3 separate regions of the Mus musculus genome follow, and regions 1 and 2 are each linked to region 3. Evidence: chromatin contacts called from public promoter capture Hi-C data. All regions are on one chromosome and are shown on one strand. The core of a region is the stretch at or near the end of the contact, and the rest is flanking DNA. Distances in the headings are between cores, read along the strand shown.

What was found. Promoter capture Hi-C pulls out the DNA fragments that hold promoters and counts their contacts.
Region 1: a promoter capture Hi-C map of pre-B cells shows a contact between it and region 3. The contact joins the promoter of Daam1 here to the promoter of Snapc1 in region 3. A contact is called at or near these places in 2 of 39 promoter capture datasets (cranial neural crest and pre-B cells).
Region 2: a promoter capture Hi-C map of second pharyngeal arch cranial neural crest shows a contact between it and region 3. The contact joins the promoter of 2700049A03Rik here to the promoter of Snapc1 in region 3. A contact is called at or near these places in 3 of 39 promoter capture datasets (hippocampal neurons, pre-B cells and second pharyngeal arch cranial neural crest) and 1 of 115 datasets of contacts at active chromatin or transcription factors (large pre-B cells).

What each region holds. Positions count from the first base shown.
Region 1 is chr12:71,829,485-71,832,872 of GRCm38.p6, forward strand. It overlaps Daam1 (dishevelled associated activator of morphogenesis 1), which reads left to right and starts at 1,584. Exons shown (of 26, transcript NM_026102.3): 1 at 1,584-1,847.
Region 2 is chr12:71,135,563-71,138,825 of GRCm38.p6, forward strand. It overlaps 2700049A03Rik (RIKEN cDNA 2700049A03 gene), which reads left to right and starts at 1,286. Exons shown (of 30, transcript NM_001163378.1): 1 at 1,286-2,476. The coding sequence starts at 2,278. It overlaps Timm9 (translocase of inner mitochondrial membrane 9), which reads right to left and starts at 1,113. Exons shown (of 5, transcript NM_001286203.2): 1 at 993-1,113.
Region 3 is chr12:73,962,739-73,966,360 of GRCm38.p6, forward strand. It overlaps Snapc1 (small nuclear RNA activating complex, polypeptide 1), which reads left to right and starts at 1,759. Exons shown (of 10, transcript NM_178392.5): 1 at 1,759-2,008. The coding sequence starts at 1,824.

The DNA of each region.
Region 1 (3,388 bases), core at 334-2,833, 2.1 Mb before region 3:
TGTGGAGACAAACGGTTCTGCTCTGTACAGAATAGGCTTGTCAAAAGACGATCAGAATCCAACAGCAACCTCCTCTTTCACACACACAAAAAAAAAAAAAACCCAAAAATCAAACAAACAAACAAACAAACAAACAAAAAAACCCATCATTTTCCCTCTCCTCTGAGATGCTCCTCTAGTTCCAAGAACGTATTTCACTTGAGCCTTAGTGTTTGAAGCAGAAAAGGGAAGATAAGTAGTGATGTGATATTCCACCAGCAATTAGGTGAAGAGTAGTTGGAAATTTTAATTGTCAGTCTTCATTTCCTGAGAAGCAAAATCTTAATTTTGCTGGTGGAAGAGGGCGTGTGAGCTGATCACAGCAGTGCCATTGAGAGTGGAATGAATACAGCCCCCCCCACCCCCAAACACACACACACACACTTGGACATTTGTTCCCTCTATTTAAGTTTCTCACCTTTGGTGTTATTGAATGAGATCATGAAACCGAAAACTTTTATGTATTAAAACCAAAATCTTCCAGAAGGGTCAGAATTTCACTTCACACCCTTTGCTAACACTTGAATACACATAAAAGTGTCTGAAGATCGGGGGCAATCCTTGAAGGGTACTGTTTGCTTAAAGGTCTTAAAATTTTTATATTTTTGAAAGGAAATGTGCGGGGAACAAGGGTGGAGGGAGTGTTGTGGATTTTAAAATTTTATATATGAGTAATTAACTAAAACTTTGAGATATGCATGTTATCTTCGGAGGAGCTGAGAGCCACCAGAGCGGGAAGTCCCTAAAGGGATGAACAAAAGCATGGCTGTTCGATAGTTTTATCTCCACAGCAGCAGGCTTTCAGACGCAGGATTGTGGTGACTGTCTCTGTCTTCTATTACACAGCATTTTCATTAGTGACAGCCGCCGGTTTTTCTCAGGTTAGCCAACTAAGTTGTCCCCAGCTTTCTTCTTGACCACTCGACTCGGTCTTGGTTTAAAAGGGAAAAAAGGAAAGAGAGGAGGAAGGTGAACTAACCCAAAGTGTGGTTCAAGGAGATTCCTTTTTTTCCGCGGCTGGCGTTGTTTGATCCTTGGGGATGTGAGGAAATACTGATTCAGTATTCAACCCAGAACCCCTGGAGTCCTATGAATTAGTGGTTTTGAGCAGGGAAGGAAGAGAAAGGCTTTTATGGACCCTTCCCAGATGGGGGCAGGAGAGCCCAACCGAACAGAAGTGCCTGGCGGGTGTGCGCGAGTTCAGGACGCCCCTTGGTCCTGCAGCCTACCCGCTGGCAGGATCAGAGGTCAAGTCAAAGGGCACGGCCGCTGGGTGCCTCGCCCTCTTCCCCAAACATTATGCCCCTAGGCTTCTGACTGACCACCACTGGTTCTGCTAAACTGGAGGGCGGGGAGGGGGCGGGTCTGGGGGGCGGGGAGGGGGCTGGCACAGAGGGACAGAGATGCACCTCGGTAAATGTAGTTCCTGAGCGTGAGGATGGAGAGACTGTTTCGGCTCTGTCTGTAGGACTAGGACTACAACATCCAGAATCCTAAAGGCGAGTCAAAGCGTCCATGCGCAGTGGGTGCCACCTTGTGTCCTATCAGAGGAGACGAGGGTGATGTCACCTGCGAGTTGGTAACCTACGAGCGGCTGTGAAGGGAACTGTTTAACCGGATCCCATTGTACCGGGAGCGCAGAGCGGCCTTTCCAGCATGCAGCGGCTGCTCAGGTGAGGGGACTCCTCGGCTCGCCCGCCGCACTCATTCATTAGCGGCACCGCACCGTGGCGCGGGGTGGGCGTGCTGGTTCTTCGCGCTGTCGCGGCGCGCCCTCCTGCTGCTTCCCGGAGCTCCGGGGCCAGTAGGTAAATATTAAACTCGTCCTTCAGGTTGGGTTTGGGTGGGAACAGGACCGAGACAGCTACGAGCTGCCAATCTAGGCTTTGGAAAATGGCTGCAGCACGGCTCGGAGCGAGGCGAGCCTGAAGGAAGGCATCCCCGAGGATGGGGTCCCTCCCTTCTTTCTTTCCGAGGCGCTCGGTGGCCGTGGAGCCGGCCGGGTACATCTCTCTTCTTCCCGGCCACAGGCTCCCCGGGGCCAGGGCTGAGGGAGCTGCGGCAGCGGGCGGCGCTCCTGGGCCGCTGGCTCTGTAAGATCCGTGGGCATGGCCGTGACCGCGATTCCCCTACCATTCCTATCACCTTCGGGTCAAGTCATACTCAAAACGGAGGGGCTGACTAATCCAGGCAGTCTCCGAGTTTACTGTGTGCAGAGAGAAGAAGGAAACCTGGCATTGCGGAGGCCGCGAGCCGGCGGCTAGCTGCGGCGCGGGGAGGCTGCGTCTCCGGGGGACTGGATGGGGTTCCCCGCGTCCTGCTTCGAGGGGCGTATCGCAGTCTTGGCTCTGCCAAATGGAGCCCTGCAAAGGGCACCTGGGCGTGGGCTAAACGCTCTCCTTAGAACCATGGTGGTGATGGGGTGGTGGATAACCTAATGATAAGGTTCGCTGTGGGGGCAGGAGGGCTGGATAATCGGGTTTATCTAACTGGTGCCCAAACCAGCTGTTTGGGATTGGCTTGTCTTCTGACTAGAGAGGAGAGCAGGGCGAGGCGAGGCCGGGCCCGACCCGACCGGACCCGGCCCGGCTGGACAACTCGAAAGTCTTCTGGCTTTTCTTTTCCCTTTTTGCGTCAGCTCCATTCGTTCATTTACTCACATTCATCAAACCCTTCTACGGTCCTTTGCACGTTGCTTACAATCAAGGTTTGGGACGTTCTGTCCCCTCCCCATAAAATGTTTTACTGTGCTCAGAAATAGATTCCTCCTCTCAGTCTCTCTCCTCCACCGTCAATGTTGGGAGAGCATCCAGAGCAAATGCTGCCCGTGACCGTTTTGCCCCCATTGAATTGGTAGTTTCTTGAGATTTGAGCCGGACCTAGTGAATTGAAGCATAGTTTGCCTGCAAGACGAATCCGGTTGCCATGGCGACTTCTGCCTTTGGAATCTTAACAGCTCGCACTGCTGTTTCAATTCGTTGTGGCTCTGCGGGCAGCTGGGAGGGTGTGGTCGGGGGGGTGTGGTCAAATGTTTGCCCTGGGCCCAGCTGCTCCCTCTTCCTCACCCTCCTAGCAGCTCTGGGACTCCCCCATATTCTTTCCTACATAGCTTGGACACCATATTTTTGGACCTGTCCCCTCCCATGTGCCTATACATCATCTCAAAGCGAATTGTCTGGGGCTTTTGTTCTAAGGTAAACTAAATTTGGAAGATGTTTTTCCTCCAACGAGTGAACTGTATCTTTCCATCATTATCATAGTTAATAGTGCTGGAGGCAATTTACTTAACAAGGTCACTCTTCCCAGGCCTACACAGCTCCCTGGTCAGCAATTACCTGAAGTACCATTA
Region 2 (3,263 bases), core at 36-2,535, 2.8 Mb before region 3:
CTCTCTTTCTTTCTCTCTCTCTCTATCTCTTTCGACAGGGTTTCTCTATGTAGCCCCAGCTGTCTTGGAGCTCTTTGTAGCTAGGCCTAAAGGCTGCCACTACACCCAGCATTACAGGCAACTCTTAATTAACTCAGTGTTAATCATAGCTAAAAGCACTTGAAAATGAATTCCTATTGTTTCCCGATTCAAAGTCTAGCCTCAAGGAAGATGAGAACCACGCTACTTGGGGGGTGGAGTCCCAGGTCTGACATTCGTTACAAATTATTTACTCAGGTCACTTTACTGATTGCTGTTGCAGTTGCTCAGCGTTTTGAAATTAGAGGGGAAAGGTCATTTTTTTTCATATCTAACTTTTATATAGAAATTACAGAAGTTAATTCATCCCTAAGGTCTCTTGCAGCTCTGACATTGCCATTCGGTCTTTTAATACACTTATACAACAAATCATGAACCAACAGATAAATCTACAACAAGAGAAAATGTAATAGGTAGAAAAATGATTAATCTATTATACTTTAAAAAAATACATTTTAAAAGCTTCTAGCAAGGCGTAATGGGAAAGCTCTAAGCAGTGCGTTCTCCAATATGAGACCTGGGAAGGGTGCGAGCCCTTGTACCTAATGACATAAGGCATAGTGTGCAGACAGGGTAAGAGCCGAGGAAGTCTAGATTTTCAGTAAAGGGGCTCCTGTCTGACAGCTCAAGGTCATCGAGTGGCTGGCTACCTTGTAATCTCAAAGCGTGCCCCCAAGCGATCCAGTCCCGGGTGGGCGGTGTCTCGGGGCCTAGGGTCCCCACCCTCGGGGTGACAAGGCCTCCGGGACACGGCTGGCCTCCCGCTGCGCCGCGCTGCCGGTTGCGCAGCCCCACGACCCGCGTGCACGCGGCGTCTCCCTCCGGGGTACCTGCCCGCTCCCTTTCCCGAGTGAAGGCTGTCACCCCACTGGCCGCGAACCCGGGATTATGAAAGCAGAGGAAAGGGACCATACTTAGCCACAGGATCTCGCCTCTGACACCGGGACCGGGCTGAAGAGCTGCGGGGCAGGTAGCGTGTGAGCTCGGAGGGTCAGTACAGAGCGAGCGCCGCGCCGCGGAAAGCTGAGAACACGTGGGGGCAGTGATGTCAAGCATGGCTTCAGACCCTTAGACGCAGATTCGTTACCACGTGGGAAAATGTAGGAAGAAAAGCAAGTGCCCAAGCAAATTCTAAAAATCATCTAAGAATTAACTTTTGTGATTATCTGTTCGTCAGTGCTCTCTGTACTTTTCACTTCCTTTTCCACGGCAACGGAATCTGTCGAAATTTCTAGAAAGCCTAATATGCTTAACCTACTAGGTTTCTAACGGTCTGCAGTTCCTACAGTGTAAATAACCCTTGATAAACAAAAGTGTTTATGGGCTAATCGAGAATTCGCCATTCCTCTAGGAATACTTAGTACTGTGTCCAAACATAAAGGCGATATTCTGCCTTTAAAAAAAAAAAGTCACATCTCCTGGCAGTCTTTTATGTTGGGAGTTTGTTTCCACCCGGACACGAATGGAAGAGCACCAGAGCACTCCCGTTCCGGTCGGGGGGGGGGGGGTTGGATCTTTGCGCGCATGCGTGCTGACGCTCAAGGGCGGGTTTTCGGGGAAGACGGTATTGACCCGCGAACAACCGAAGCTGTTATTCTATCAAAATCAAGACGGCGTGTGTGCCGGACTCTGTGGAGACTCTGAAGACTAAGTTGAGGTGTCCGAAATTGCGTCCTGACTCGTAGAAAGAAATCTACTAAGCTCTTATGAGGGTGGTGTTTTAAAAAACACGATTTTAACGTTGCCTGCTCGTCTGGGTCTCCTTAACAAATCCTAACCCCGCCTCCACGTCTGTTGGGGTTTTCAGCTGCAGCTCTGGGTTTGGAGGAGTGCGTTTTTATTACGGTTCCCGTGGCTTCTCTTTTGCTCTTGGCATAATTCCTTTGAAATTTATTTCTTCGATGCATTAACAGACTCAGTGGGATCAAGACTTTTTGTTTTGTTTTGTTTTTTGTTTTTGTCGTATTTAGCCCTGGATTAAATGTCAAAATCGAAATTTACAGCTTTATGGATATTTTGCCTATAGACTTTCTAAGTTAATGACTGCTTCATAATTATTTTTGGAACTCAGGTGTTTTTCAAATTCACTTCCACCATTACTTCTTTTCCTGGTACTCAAGGAGAAACTGCGTCCTTAAGTTTTGAGAAGCTAGAATTCCCTCTGTTAAGAACGGCGGGACTTGATTTGTGACTAACCAGATGAAAAACGTTGAGTTTAGCCTGGAAAGGGGGCAAAGGCTTAAAATGCCAGCGAGGAAACTGCGAGAGATTGTTTCTCCAAACCAAGGGAATAAATTGGCTGTGGTGGAAGATGAGCTGCCCCGTGTTCCTCCAGCCCTGGCTGCAAATAAACGTCTTGCTGTTGAAACGAGGACTAGTTCTAATGGAACGTTATGTGGTATGTGATTCCAAATGTTTCAGTTTCCCACCCAGTTTACGTTTTCTCTCTCTCTCTCTCTCTCTCTCTCTCTCTCTCTCCCTCTCTCTCTCTCTCTCTCTTCCGAGACAGGGTTTCTCTGTGCAGCTCTGGCTGTCCTGGAACTCACTCTGTAGACTAGGCTGTCCTCGAACTCAGAAATCCACCTGCCTCTGCCTCCCAAGTGCTGGGATTAAAGGCGTGCGCCACCACTGCCCAGCCAGTTTCCTTTTTTTATAAGTCATTAGTCTTTATCACTATTTTGAGTTGTGCATTCCCCCAAATTTAAAGGAGTCAGTGTTTACATTCAAAAATGTAAGATACAAGTCTGGTTTGTAAAGATGTTTGAAAAGTAACTTGGTTCCCTGGGGAAATAGGATTCAGCATGTAGAATGAGAGAGACTTGACTATTTCCTCTTGTGCACCTCTGCCTCCCGAGTGCTGGGATTAAAGGCATAGGCTGTCTGTTAAATCAGAGTTTTATATCAATCTAGTGTTTTTTGGTTTTGAGACAAGTTTTCCCTTGTCCTGATTGGCCTTGATCTCACAGAAATCTGCCTCTTGAATTCTGGGATTAAGGCATGCATTACCATGCCTGGCTATATACAAGGTTTGTTCTGGTAAGTCTCATATTTTTTTTTTTTTCTGCATTGGATAAAATATCTTTTAGGGTTTTCAAAAATACCACTTTCAATTGTGTGTCTATGTGTAGGTGTCTGGAAACGAGTTCAGGTGCCCATGGCAGCCAGAGTAGCTAAATCTACCTAGA
Region 3 (3,622 bases), core at 509-3,008:
TTAAAGGTGTGCACCACCACCATACCCAGCTAACATTTTCTTTTCTTTTTTTTAAAGTAAATTGTCTTAAGGATTTTTGTCACAGGAAGTAAGCTTTAAAGTTGATATGAAAATTCAAATTTGATTAAGTCTTCTGTATTTTGTCCTTACAAAGTAGGTGGAGATGTGATTGTAGTGGCTTTGTTTATGATAGCAAAATCTGGAATTTATATAAACTCCAAGAGGGAACTGTGGGCAAATTGTGTATTAATTCAACAAAGTATTAGTGTTAATTCAACAGTGAAAATAGGAACTATGGCTGCAAATAGCAGCACAGATACATCTTGAATGTTTAAAAATATTTTGAAGAATATGAGTTGTAGATTGCAATTCTATTTTCATAAAATTAAAAATCAACTATAGCTGGGCGTGGTGGCAAACGCCTTTAATTCTGCACTTGGGAGGCAGAGGAAGGCGGATTTCTGAGTTCGAGGCCAGCCTGGTCTACAAAGTGAGTTCCAGGACAGCCAAGGCTATACAGAGAAACCCTGTCTCAAAAAAACAAAAAAAAACCCAAAACAAACCAAAAAACCCACTACAACTAAAATATATGTATACACACTGGACATCAACTTCTGGCCTCCACATGGGCCAGGAGGTGTGTTCATGAAAACACACACACACACACACACAAACAAACCATTACAAACAATAAAATAAATGCATCCATACAAGCACATCCCAGAATACCTTTTCTAAAGATTAGTGTGCCTTCAAAACAGAAATACAGTTCAAATACAGAATGCTAACCCGTAACAAGCCCCTGGGAGAAGCTAAAAAGTGGGATTTCTAGAGAGCTACTTTAGCCAAACAGTATATCAGACAGTGTGCTAGATTGTCAGAGGCAACAACGGTAGGAAACAGCAACTGCTGCCCAGAGTGGTTGCATATTACTTGGAGAGCCACAAATTAATCACTCAAGTAAGCATAGACTGTAGGGGATCTTGGCAATGAGGAAGAACCACGGGAGTTCCTTCCCTAACAAGTTCTCTTTAGATCATCTTCCCACGTGGAGGGAGGTTAGGGTGGTTGCTACTGTAGAGTCACTTTAAAGAAGACTGGCAGGCTAAGTGTAGTTTACATAAGTCAGGAGGCAATGAAGACCTCAAATCCTTTTGGGGGCTGTTAGTTGAGGCAGAGGCAGGCGGATTTCTGAGTTTTAGGCCAGCCTGATCTACAGAATGAGTTTCAGGACAGCCAGGGATATACAGAAAACCCTTTCTCGGAAAAAAAAAAAAAAAGAAGAAAGAAAGAAAGAGAGAGAGAGAGAGAGGGAGGGAGGGAGGGAGGGAGGGAGGGAGGGAGAGAGAGAGAGAGAGAGAGAGAGAGAGAGAGAGAGAGAGAGAGAGAGAGAGAGAGAGAGAAATCGAGTCTTCATGTCCTATTGATTAATAGTTAGCAGGCACTACTATTGTTTTATCTACCTACTTATCTAATTTGAAGGTCTTATTTATTTATTTATTTAGAGGGTCTCTCTATGTAGACCTGAAACTCGCTGCATACACCGGACAGGCTTGTAAATCACAGAAATCCTCCTGTCTCTGCCTCTCAAGCACTGAAATTAAAGGCGTGTATCACACCAAGTTCGGCTTCCTAGACTAAAATCACCTTGCATTTACGCACGCGCAAGAAGCGCCACAGGCGCCAGGTAAGACCCGGATGAAGGCGGGGCTTGAGGTCCCGGATAGTACGTCACGGAGTGCGCGTACGTGATGTGACGTGACTGGGGCGGTGCTACAGGGCCTTCTGGGCATTGGGGAAGCCGGGTCCGGGAGAGAGTGAGCATGGGGACTCCTGCGGGCGCCGGGACCCGTCCCACGGGCGCTGGAACTGTTGAAGGCGTGGGGATCCCTCCGGGCCTGCAGACTGACTACGAGACGCTGCTCAGCCGCTTCCAAGAGATGGACAGCGTGCGCTTCGAGGACTTCACGGAGCTCTGGCGCAGCATGAAGTTCGCGACCATCTTCTGGTGGGTGTGCCTCGTCCTCCTACCCTGTCTCTCCTGTGGGGAACGCAGCCTGCATCCCCGACCTCCGCCTTGGCGGTTTCCGTGGGTCGCCCTTGCACTCTGCTGGCTCGGCCCTCTGCATCTCCACCGCCTCCATCCGAGGCCAAACCTCCTCCAATCTTGATTGCCGAATGAATCCGCGGTTAGAAACAAAGTATTCCCACCGACACAGGGTCCTCTACGAACGAATTCATTTAGCATGCAACAACTGACGTTGCAAGTGCAGGTTTGAATCTCTGTGTATCGCCTTTAGTTGGATAAAGCCTAGATTCAAGCCAGTAGCTGCCTTTACCTCTGTCCCCAGCCTCATCTCCAGTGCCCACACCTTGCACTCACTCTCTTGGCTCGAGTTGCTTTTGGTACTCCACTGGCGTTTCCTAGCCTGGGAATTTTCCATCTCCTTTTGCTTGTCCACTTCGTCAGTCATTTTTGAACCCAAATGACAGTTCTTTAGGGAATTCTTTTGGCCTTCGGGACTAAGTGAGAGGCTCGAGTTCTGTCTACCCCCAGCACGAAGGGCTTATCTCACCGTCTAGAGTATATTTCATAATTAGAGACGCAGTCTTGGATAACGGTGAAGAGTGGAGATGATGGGTCTTGGGCATCAGGATTTGAATACAGCTCTCCAGTCCCCCTCCCCCAGATCTGAGACAACCCTTTTTGTCTGTAAACTAGATCATGATAGTGTGGGAATTAAATGAATCAATATATTAGCTGGTTCGACGTGTGAAATTAATGTTCAGAGTTATTACTACTCTTTGATTTCTCCCTTAGACTGAACTTAGTGAGAACAGCCATGTGATTAATGTGGTATTCCTTACTTGTTTTTGAGACTTGCCCTCATTGTGTGTAGCTTTGGCTGGCCTGAAACTTGCCGTTATACCAGACTGGCCTTGAGATCTGCCTGACTCTTCCTTCTAAGGTCAGGCATTCACCACCTTGCCCACGTTTGAATACGGTGTTTGTATTAATTACCATACCATATAAATTCTTGAAAAGGGTAAATGATTGAATGGAATCTTAATAGATCTTTTGTTGAATAAAATAGAACTTTTTATATTATTGATTTAGACTATTATGTAGATTGTCAGTTATTACAAATTAAGGTGTAAATTACTACAGGTGATGAAATTAACCTGCTCTGGGGCAGCACTCCTCTAAGCCCAGAATGTGGGGAGAATGCCCAGAATGTGGGGAGAATGCCCAGAATGTGGGGAGAATCAAGGCCAGGAGTACAAGGCCATCCTAGCTACAAAGAGAATTCTGCAGGAGACACTGTCTCAAAACCCCAAATAACAACAAAAATTATTTATTGTACAACTGATATTTTATGTAGCTAACTGTAATGGATTCATTATCTAATATACTTAACTTAGAGCTCTGAAAAGCTGGTATAAGTGTTCCATGTTTTAGAGATTAGAAAATTGAAGCTTATAGCCGGGCGTGGTGACGCACCCCTTTAATCCCAGCACTTGGGAGGCAGAGGCAGGCGGATTTCTGAGTTCGAGGCCAGCCTGGTCTACAGAGTGAGTTCCAGGACAGCCAGGGCTATACAGAAACCTTGTCTTGAAAAAA